Linked DNA regions of Mus musculus: region 1 is linked to region 2. The links are chromatin contacts, called in public promoter capture Hi-C maps. All regions are on one chromosome and are shown on one strand. The core of a region is the stretch at or near the end of the contact, and the rest is flanking DNA. Distances in the headings are between cores, read along the strand shown. Region 1 holds the start of Dpysl5 (dihydropyrimidinase-like 5). Region 2 holds the start of Slc35f6 (solute carrier family 35, member F6).

Region 1 (4,585 bases), core at 1,305-3,804, 64 kb before region 2:
GTCACACAATTATTACCAAAAAAGGAAAAAATTAAAAACAAACAAACAAACCCAGAAGAATTACCGCTTTTGGCTGTTCACTTATCAGGGCGCTGCTGCTGACACTGTGCAAGGTGCTTAGACACTCAGCAACAGAGAAGGCGTTTAGACTGAAGACTCTGCTCATTAGCCTTCCTATGGGTGAGCAGCCCCCACCTAAATCATCATCATCCCACTGTAAGTCAGCGGACGATATGAGGGAAGGCAAAGGAAGCCCATACGCTTGGGTGTGGTCACCGACAAATGGAAGCTTTAAGTCCCTGGTTCTAAGTTCTAAAACCAAGAGCCGCGCCCTTGCCGACAACTAAGGCTTCTCCCCAATTTACCCCAAACCTCACCAGCCCCGTGGGCTCATTTAAGAAGCATAGCAGCTCCTAGACTTGGGCTCAGGCGGTCTGGGCAGACAAAGCCTGCTTTACACCGCAGAGACCTTCGGCCTTTGGGACTTGCATTCTGTCGTGCTGCTCCGCGCCACTATCTAAACTCGTCAACAGCGTGTGGAGAACAAGAGGCGCTGCAGCCAGCGACACCAGAAGCTGGGGGAGGCGGCTGTCCCCCGACTCCACAGCCTGGGGGAAACATGCGACTCCCACTCGGAATTCCCAGGGGTGCCAGGTGCCCTAAGGCAAATCCCAGAGACAGCACGTGCTCTGAGGTTTCTCGGTAAGCGTTTTCTGCACCAGTACACCTCACACTTGAATTCTGGGGGCGGGTGGCCTTGCGTGGACCGTAGGTAGACCCTATGCAGGCTATTGTTCTCAGGGTCTCTGGGGCGGGAGACGCCCCCCCCCCATCCGCCTCCCAGGCAGCATCTGCCGCTAGGCAAAGCCTTTCAGCTCCGTGCGAACAGGGCGTGCCGGGGGGCGCTGCGGATTATCATAAAATCCTAAACGAGTCCCCTTTGGTGGTTCCAAGCTCAGAAACAAAGCTCCTAGACGAGCCAGCCCAGCCTTGTCGGGGACCCGCCACCCGAGCTCTCTGGCCCAGTCCAAGGACCACGCCCAGCCAGACCAAGCCCAAACAGCGACTGGCCTAAAGCTGGAGTCTTCAGGCGAAGACTCTTCCCTCCTCAGCTGCCTGCCCTACCCCGATGGAGAGCCCCCCACCCCCTTCATGAGGAAGACCCATCCCCTGTACAGCCTCAGTCGCCTTCCCATGCCTGTCTACTCTCCCCAAACCCGGGAGGTCTCCACCCTCCCTTCATCTCCCCGCCCCTCTTCATTCTTCAGAGCAGCCTCGCCTCGCGCCACCTGCGCGAAGCTTCAGACCCGCCTCCCACCCAATTGTCAGCCCTTCCCAAACCACAGCCTCCTCCTCCAGATTCGATCACCTGTCCCCACCCATCTCCCCCTTTCTGCTCAAATCCAGGCCTCCACGCCCGTTTGTTCCAGCCATCTCCCCAGGCCCGGGGCATCGATATCCCTCACCCACCAAGATAGATGCTGCGTGGCAGACTAGGCGACATGGCTCCAGCGGAGGGACCTAGCGCCGCGCCGCCAGGGGCTGGGCAGATGCAAGAGGCCTTTGTGGTTTCGGCAGGTGCCTCTAGGGCCTCTGCTCTGCTCAGGGAACAGAGGATACAAACGATGGGGTTAGGACCACGTTAGGCAGATATCAGACCAGAGGCGCAGTTGGTGGGAACTAGGGACCGCGGCGATCCAGGGACGTACAAGAGGACAGGTCCGGCCACCACAGAAACACTCCCCTACACCCCACCTTTTAGCCATTTACTGCACGTCGACCAGCTACGGCTGCGCGACTACTGGGTGCTAGGCGTGAATCCCTTCAACTTAGCTGCCTCCTTATTCTAGCTATTTGTAAATCTTTCCAGCACACATTAATGCCTTAGGCGTCGCAAGTCACCAAGCCGAGTTCTGTGGGACTACAAAGACCCAGACTTGCGCCCCACCTTAGTCCGGATCTGCCTGAATCCTCAACATCTCTTTCATCGGCTGGAGGAGCCTAGGCGCAACCCAATTCCCTCCCTTTTGTGAGCCTCAGGGAGAAACTGAAAGAGGGGTGGATGTTGCAGCCCGGAAAGATCAAGCCCACCACCCTCCCCTTGCCATCACCCACTGCTCCAGGATGATGCGATTGTGCGGGTCCGTCGGTCGGTCTCTGGGTCTCGCCGCGGCGCGGTAGCTGCGGTTGCACGGGGCGGGAGCGGCTGCTAGCGCGCTCTCTCGGTGGCTGCCTTGCGCGCCTGGAGCGGAGTCCCGAGTGGCGAGCGGGGGTGGGGACGAGGGTGGGGGCGGGGAGCCGCCTGGGCCAATCACGGATCCGAGGGCTCCGCCCCAAGTGCTCGCCACCTCGAGCTAGCAGGTTAGGCGGAGGCGGGACCAGTAGCGCCCCGCGTCCTCCGCGTTGCCGCCGCCTTTGGGACTACAAATCCCGACAGTCCCTTTTGCAGGCCCCGGGTCCGAGAAGGGACAGAGGGCATGGCCCCAGGACCTCGACAACCCCCAGCCATCTAAGCGCCATTCTCAGCGTTCCTTTCTGGTCCCATGGTAACTAGCGACACTTCACAAAGCCCAGGCGCTGGGGCGGTATGGCTCGAGTCCCCTGGGAGGGTATAGGGCGTCTCCGGAGGACACATCGCCTCCCCTCCTCCTGCAAGACCCCACCCGAGGGGCTGAAACAATGCGGTGGCGGGGTCTCTCCGAGGCTGCGGGTTCCCAGTTGCGCCATCGGATTAGCGTCCTACCGAGTCTGAGACTGATGGGATTGCAGACTGTAGAGGGCGAGGTGGTCAGTACAGGAACACTGTTCTCATAGACCAAGGGAACGGCCACTCTGGGCGCCTCACTTCGCACCTTCTTTCTCTTGAGGTATTGAAGCCACCGTCTTTTCCAGAGCAGCGCTTGGACGTCGATGTCCAGCGCCCAGGTCCTATCCTATTTTTGACATCTCCTTTAAAAGAAAGTGTGTGTGTGTGTGTGTGTGTGTGTGTGTGTGTGTGTGTTTTAAACTCATTTCACATCAGCACCACCATCTTTATTTCCGGGTTGCTGTTGTTTTGACGGTTTTATTAGGTAGCCCCCTGCTAGCCTAGAATTTGAATTGAACCTCCTGCCTCTGCCTTCCGAATAGTGGGATTACAGATGTTCACCGCCACACCTTGTCCAGTTTCACCATTTTAGTACACAGTTGACTTAACCACAAACGATCCTGTAAATGGAGCGAGACAGTTCTTTTTCCTTAACTAATTTATGGCTCAGGCCTTTCCCTGAGCTCCGTGTTAGTCTGTCATTATTGTGACAGCTTAAATATAGCTTCAGAACTTGAATCTCTTCACTTGATGTCACCCCAATGGTGTTGCAAACCCGTGTGGAAATGCAGCATTAATACTGCCCCCGCCCCTGGATTCCTGGGGATCTACAACTGCTGTTGAAGAAGTTGGTTCTTTCCAGGGCTTCCCTCAGTTCCGGGGGTGGAGACGGGGGTGTGAGTCCCTTGGCTGCTTTCCTGAAGTGCTTTTCTCTAAGGCTATTTTCAAAGAAAATCGTACTTTATAACTTCGGGTGGAGGGAGCAGGATCCTCTGAATTTTAACAAAATGTACAGCCTGCACGTTAAGCTCCAGTCCTCCAAATGTGGGTCCCACTGGGTCATGTGCTCTGTGATCCACTCCTGGATGCGTTTAGGGCCACACAGGCGTGCCCCTAGGGGGTGCGGGGTTACTACATTTGGTCTCCAATTCTTTTTTTTTTTTTTTTTTTTTTTTTTTTTTTTTTTTTTTTTTGGCTTTTCGAGACAGGGTTTCTCTGTGTAGCTCTGGAACTCACTCTGTAGTCCAGGCTGGCCTCGAACTCAGAAATCCGCCTGCCTCTGCCTCCTAAGGGCTGAGATTAAAGGCGTGTGCCACCACCGCTTGGCTGGTCTCCAATTCCACTCTAAGAGTGGATTTTTTTTTTTTTTTTTTCTGGTAGTAAGCTTGTGCAAAGAACCTCCAGACAAGCTTAGATGGCCATCCTCAAAACACTCCTAATACCAGTGAAGGGTGTGTGTGTGTGTAAATTGCTCCAGTTGAAGGCCCTGTCTAGTCTCCCCAAACTGTCCAGGGAAATTTTTGCAAAATGCATTGCGCCCCTCTGGAACACCCAGCTAGCTCCGAGCAACGAGGGCCTCTGATGAACTTTTGCCTAAGGTGGAGGGAGCCCTCTAGTGGCCAGAATCGTTTTCTGCAGTTTTCAGTTGCGTTCCTAATCTCCAGCCTACCTACCCCCGCCCCCTCTCCCCCCCCACACCCCACCCCCGACTGCTTGCTAGTTAGCATTCAACACTGATAAAGATCCTACCCAAGCCTGAGGTTTCACGTACCCTCAGTACTTGATTTTTAGAGTTTAAAAAGAAATTTAGAACTTAGAGTCCCCTATATGTGGATTGGAATCCTTGTTCCTGACACATGACAGCTTCTTGACTTTGGCAAAGCCCATCCTGAGTCTTTGCTTCTTCACACCCCTCCCACAATCACCATGCATTTCAGGAGGAAATCCGTATAAAACTCACAGCCCACTGCCGAGCGTACACAGTGCACACTCACAAGT
Region 2 (4,110 bases), core at 946-3,445:
GAATGATGAACCCATCTATCTACTTTCCTCCCCCAGATCAAGTGAAAGAATGCCAAGGTAGATGGCCTGTAACTTGGTAGGCCTGGGTGCTGTGCACTGGCTGCCCTGGCTGTACCTAGAGGAAACCACTGGCCAGCAATGCCAATACCATCCTGGTAAGGTGGTTGCTCCCACCAACGTTCTTCCTCCCAGAGTGTCTTTCTCACTGTTTACTCCAGAACAATGTTTACAGTCCAGCTCTGGGCCCCATCTCAGGACTTGGGGCTGAGGCTCCTGAGAGGCCACACAAAAGGTGATGGGCTAAGGACAGGATCAAAGGTTAAGACACTTCGGAGTCCTCCTGACTCTCCAGCAGCCTCAAAGGGTGGGGCTTCCTGGGACCGAGGCTTCCTTGGCTTCTTACCTAACCGGTTTGGAGGTTTTCAAAGGAAGGGCTGAGTCAGCATGGTTTATCTAAGCAGTAAATGACCATTTGGATTCTTCCTGGGGACAGCAGCCTGGACAGACATTAGCCACTCTCAACATTAGGAGCAGTCCTTGTTTAGTGTGAGAATCTCATTGAAAGACACCCAGAGAAAAGCCCAAGAACTGCATAGGTCCTATTCTGGGTTGCATAGATTGTGTCCTCCTTTAGGGGAAGGGAGGGGGCACATGTGCACACATGTGTCTCTTCCACAGGGACTTTCTCTCGGCCACTTCTTCTCTCTCACACTGCAGGTACCTTACAGTCACCCTGATGAGTGCCCATGTCTTTTCTGGGCACTTCACAGCGTTGACAGACTTTGTTGTTAGATCCAAGAATCCTGAGAAGTAAATATGAAATGGCTACACGAGGCTCACAGCCAGCTTCTCAATGCACAGAGGCCCAGGAAAGCCAGAGCACAAGCCTGGAGGCCTTTCACTGGGAGCCGCCACACCAACTTTCTTTCCTAGCCAGGCCCAGTAAGAAACTGAGGCTAGACTTGGAGAGGGGCATTGTTCGCTGCTGCCCACACGCACACTGGACAAAGGACAGATGATGCACACTGAGGATTTTGGATGCAAATAGATAAAGAAAGGCCTTGCCCTGAGGCAGAGGCAGAGGCAGAGGCAGATAAACTGACAAACAACTGTCAAGTTAAAGCTAGGCCTTTCTGCCAACAATGGAGGAGACCACATTAACTTTCTCAGCTTTGTGATGCCTGGGCCTTAGCTCCCAACCAGCTGAAGACCTTTACTCCCACACACCAGAGTGCAAGTACCCAGCTACCATTCTGGTTTCGGTTAAGGAGCCTTTTCTCCAGATAGACACTTTCTTTTGATCCTCTGGGTCAGTCAGCCTTGTGGCTTCATTTTGGTTTGTATCACCTGCCTCTCTTGATGGCACCTGCTAGGTGTTCTCACTGTAAGCAGAGCCAGAGTGGTTCCCAGCCTCACATAAACCTCTGCGTTTATCACACTGATTCTTTTTTCAGTTCTCCCACGTTCAACGACGTGGTGTGCCCTCTGATTATGGAGGGAAAAAGTCCAGCTGGGCATTTGATGCTGTGAACAAGCAACTTGGAGCTGGCCTTTCTCTTTCCTGCCTCCAAACCTCTGCCACCCACATAAGAGCCCCAACTAAGCATCAAGATGTTGTCTATTCCCTTTCTTTCCCCATGAATGACCCTATGGCCACCTCCTCCTGGCTTGCCCATCCCTTCAGCTCGGCCTCTCCAAGAGCACCGGTGCTTCCCAGGCAGGCCCCCAGCCTCCTGCTGGAAGTCTCTCAGTCTCTGACCGCAGCGCCAGAGCGCCGCCGGGAGAAACTGATCCAACCCTTCGGTTCAAAGATGAGGAACTGAGGCTCAGAGATAGAAGTGACCGCGAATCAAAGTGGCCTTCAAATGCCCGCTTTCTCCCGGCCTCTCACCCCTTCGTCCACACCAGCGCGACTGAACTCTCGGTAATGTGGAGGGCTGGTGGGGTTGGAGAGTAGCGGACGGGTGGGGGACAGGGCGCCGGGTGTCAGCACCCACCGGCCCAGCAGGTCCCTCCCGGTCTGACCCAGACTCACTTTGCCGAAAGCGTGTTGATGGAGCCGGTGACCAGCATAAGCCCGGCCAGGAACAACTGGTACTTAGTCCAGGCCATAGTGGTGGACACGAGAGACCACTTGAATCAGCAGCTCCAACCCGGGTCACCCGGGATGTGGAGTCTCCTACTCAAGAACTTCCGGGCCGGGAGTCACATGACCCCACTGGCCCACGCCCCACGCCCGCTAGCCCCGCCCCGGAGCTGCCACCGGTCTTTGGTAGGAGAGCTGGAGAAGCAGAGTGCAGGGTCCCGGGCCAAGGCTACCAGATTTTCTTTTCTTTTCCATTGCTCGGCTTCCTTTTCTTTTTGTAGTGCTAGTGTCTCATGCATGCTGAGCGAGCCCTGTACTTCTGCAGCGTACGCTCCCAGCCTCTTGGCCTCCCGGTTTGTAAAATGGGCGCTCGGGGTCATGTAGAGATGCTTAGGCAATCTTAGAGCATTTTATAAACAATTTTGAGAGGTTGAGACTGGCAGTTGGTAATAGTTACAGCGTGGGAATCTCTTTTCTCCAGGATCTCCAGAGAACTGGAGTCCTGAGAGAAATGTCCCTAGGGATCCCAGCCCGTTGAATTGCTCACATCTTTCAGTAAAGGGAGCATTTGAGTTGAGTTGTAGCTTCCAGTAGGGTGTTTAACAGCTAAAACACAAACTGGGTGTGCATTCCTAGCACTTGAAAAATGAAGGCCAGTTTCCACTATATAAGGAGTCTGAGGCCAGACTGAGTAACTAAGTAAACAAATAATTAAAATAAAATGAAAAATGAAACCACAGAAGCCAAGGATTAAGGTTATGCTTATGAGTAGCAGTGGTGTGTGTGTGTGTGTGTGTGTGTGTGTGTGTATGAGTGTATTATATATATGTGTGTGTTGGGGGTGTGGACTTGAAGATAAAACACCATGGCTTTTGTATAGTTCCTGCATTAAGCTTCCCCACGTACCCCTGAGGACCCCTATAAATATTGTTTAGAAGCATCCCTACAGAAAGACCAGACCTCGGTTTGTGTGTAGAGGACTTCTAGCATTTAATTAATTAGTTTTTGAGACAGGATCTTGTTATATAAGCCAGACTGTCTTCCAGCTCACTGTGTACTCCAAGATGGACTCCAGTTCATGACTGGCTGTCAGTTTGTTAAAAAATAAATTTATTTATTTGTGTGTTATTGGAGGGCACTTTCAAGGCATATGTGGTACATGTGGAGGTCAGGGAACAACCTAGGGGAGTGGGTTCTCAGCTGCCAGCTGCCTACCTTCCTGTTCCATGTGATTGGCAGCTCATGCCCTACCACAGGTAAAAACAAAAACCCCCAAACACGCTTGATGGCCATTTGACCCACCATACATAGTCCCTCTGTTTCTGAAGATCCTATTACTGCAGGTATGAAAAAAAGGGTGTTTTGACCACTTCTTCCTGGTTGCCTTGAACTTGTAAACATGTATAGTATACACTCAAGGGACTGTAACATCTGTTTTGGGAGATGAGGTAGAGAATGTATTATAAGTAGGGTCTTGAACAAAAATATAGGAGGCTATCGTACAGACAGGGAAACATCTTTCATGTAAGAAGGGTTATGTGTTGGATAGCTCTTGGACCTACAGAACATTCCAGAATTTTTCTTCACGAGAGTGTGCTCTTTTCAGTGAAACCAGGGATAAAAGATCCAAGAGGTGACTTCTGAGCTATGTGTCCCCCACAGTGCTTTTAGTTTTGTGTCATTTCAAAGGAAGTAGTAATTTATCCAAAACTGTTTCCTGAGACATTGGAGACTAGATGAAACACAACTGTGTCCTAAAGGGACACCATCTGCCAGGCCTCCCCACCCCTATTCCCCATGGGAGACAGTTCTTATCGACTACAGTAGGACTCTGGGCTATTTTCCCATAGGTTCAGGCCAAGGATACTTGCCTGACATAAACATTACTAATGACATTGGTGTCACTAGCCCGACATGATGTCACTAGCAGAGCAGTCTTTGTCTCTAGAGTCACATTAGAAAGTGAATTCTAATTTATTATATCATGCTGTAAGCACTCATCAAACAGCTGTCTCTGAAGTCTG

Evidence for each region. Capture Hi-C pulls out chosen DNA fragments and counts their contacts.
Region 1: a promoter capture Hi-C map of pancreatic islet shows a contact between it and region 2. The contact joins the promoter of Dpysl5 here to the promoter of Slc35f6 in region 2. A contact is called at or near these places in 3 of 39 promoter capture datasets (erythroid cells, frontonasal cranial neural crest and macrophages), 2 of 484 Hi-C or Micro-C datasets (embryonic stem cells and ventricular fibroblasts), 2 of 115 datasets of contacts at active chromatin or transcription factors (embryonic stem cells and pancreatic cancer cells) and 2 of 9 other capture datasets (adipose tissue and pancreatic islet).

The regions. Positions count from the first base shown.
Region 1 is chr5:30,709,533-30,714,117 of GRCm38.p6, reverse strand. Dpysl5 (dihydropyrimidinase-like 5) reads right to left here and starts at 2,554. Exons shown (of 13, transcript NM_001356948.1): 1 at 2,116-2,554.
Region 2 is chr5:30,646,024-30,650,133 of GRCm38.p6, reverse strand. It overlaps Slc35f6 (solute carrier family 35, member F6), which reads right to left and starts at 2,195. Exons shown (of 6, transcript NM_175675.3): 1 at 2,036-2,195. The coding sequence starts at 2,112. Mir5625 (microRNA 5625) reads right to left here and starts at 2,198; the gene lies at 2,119-2,198.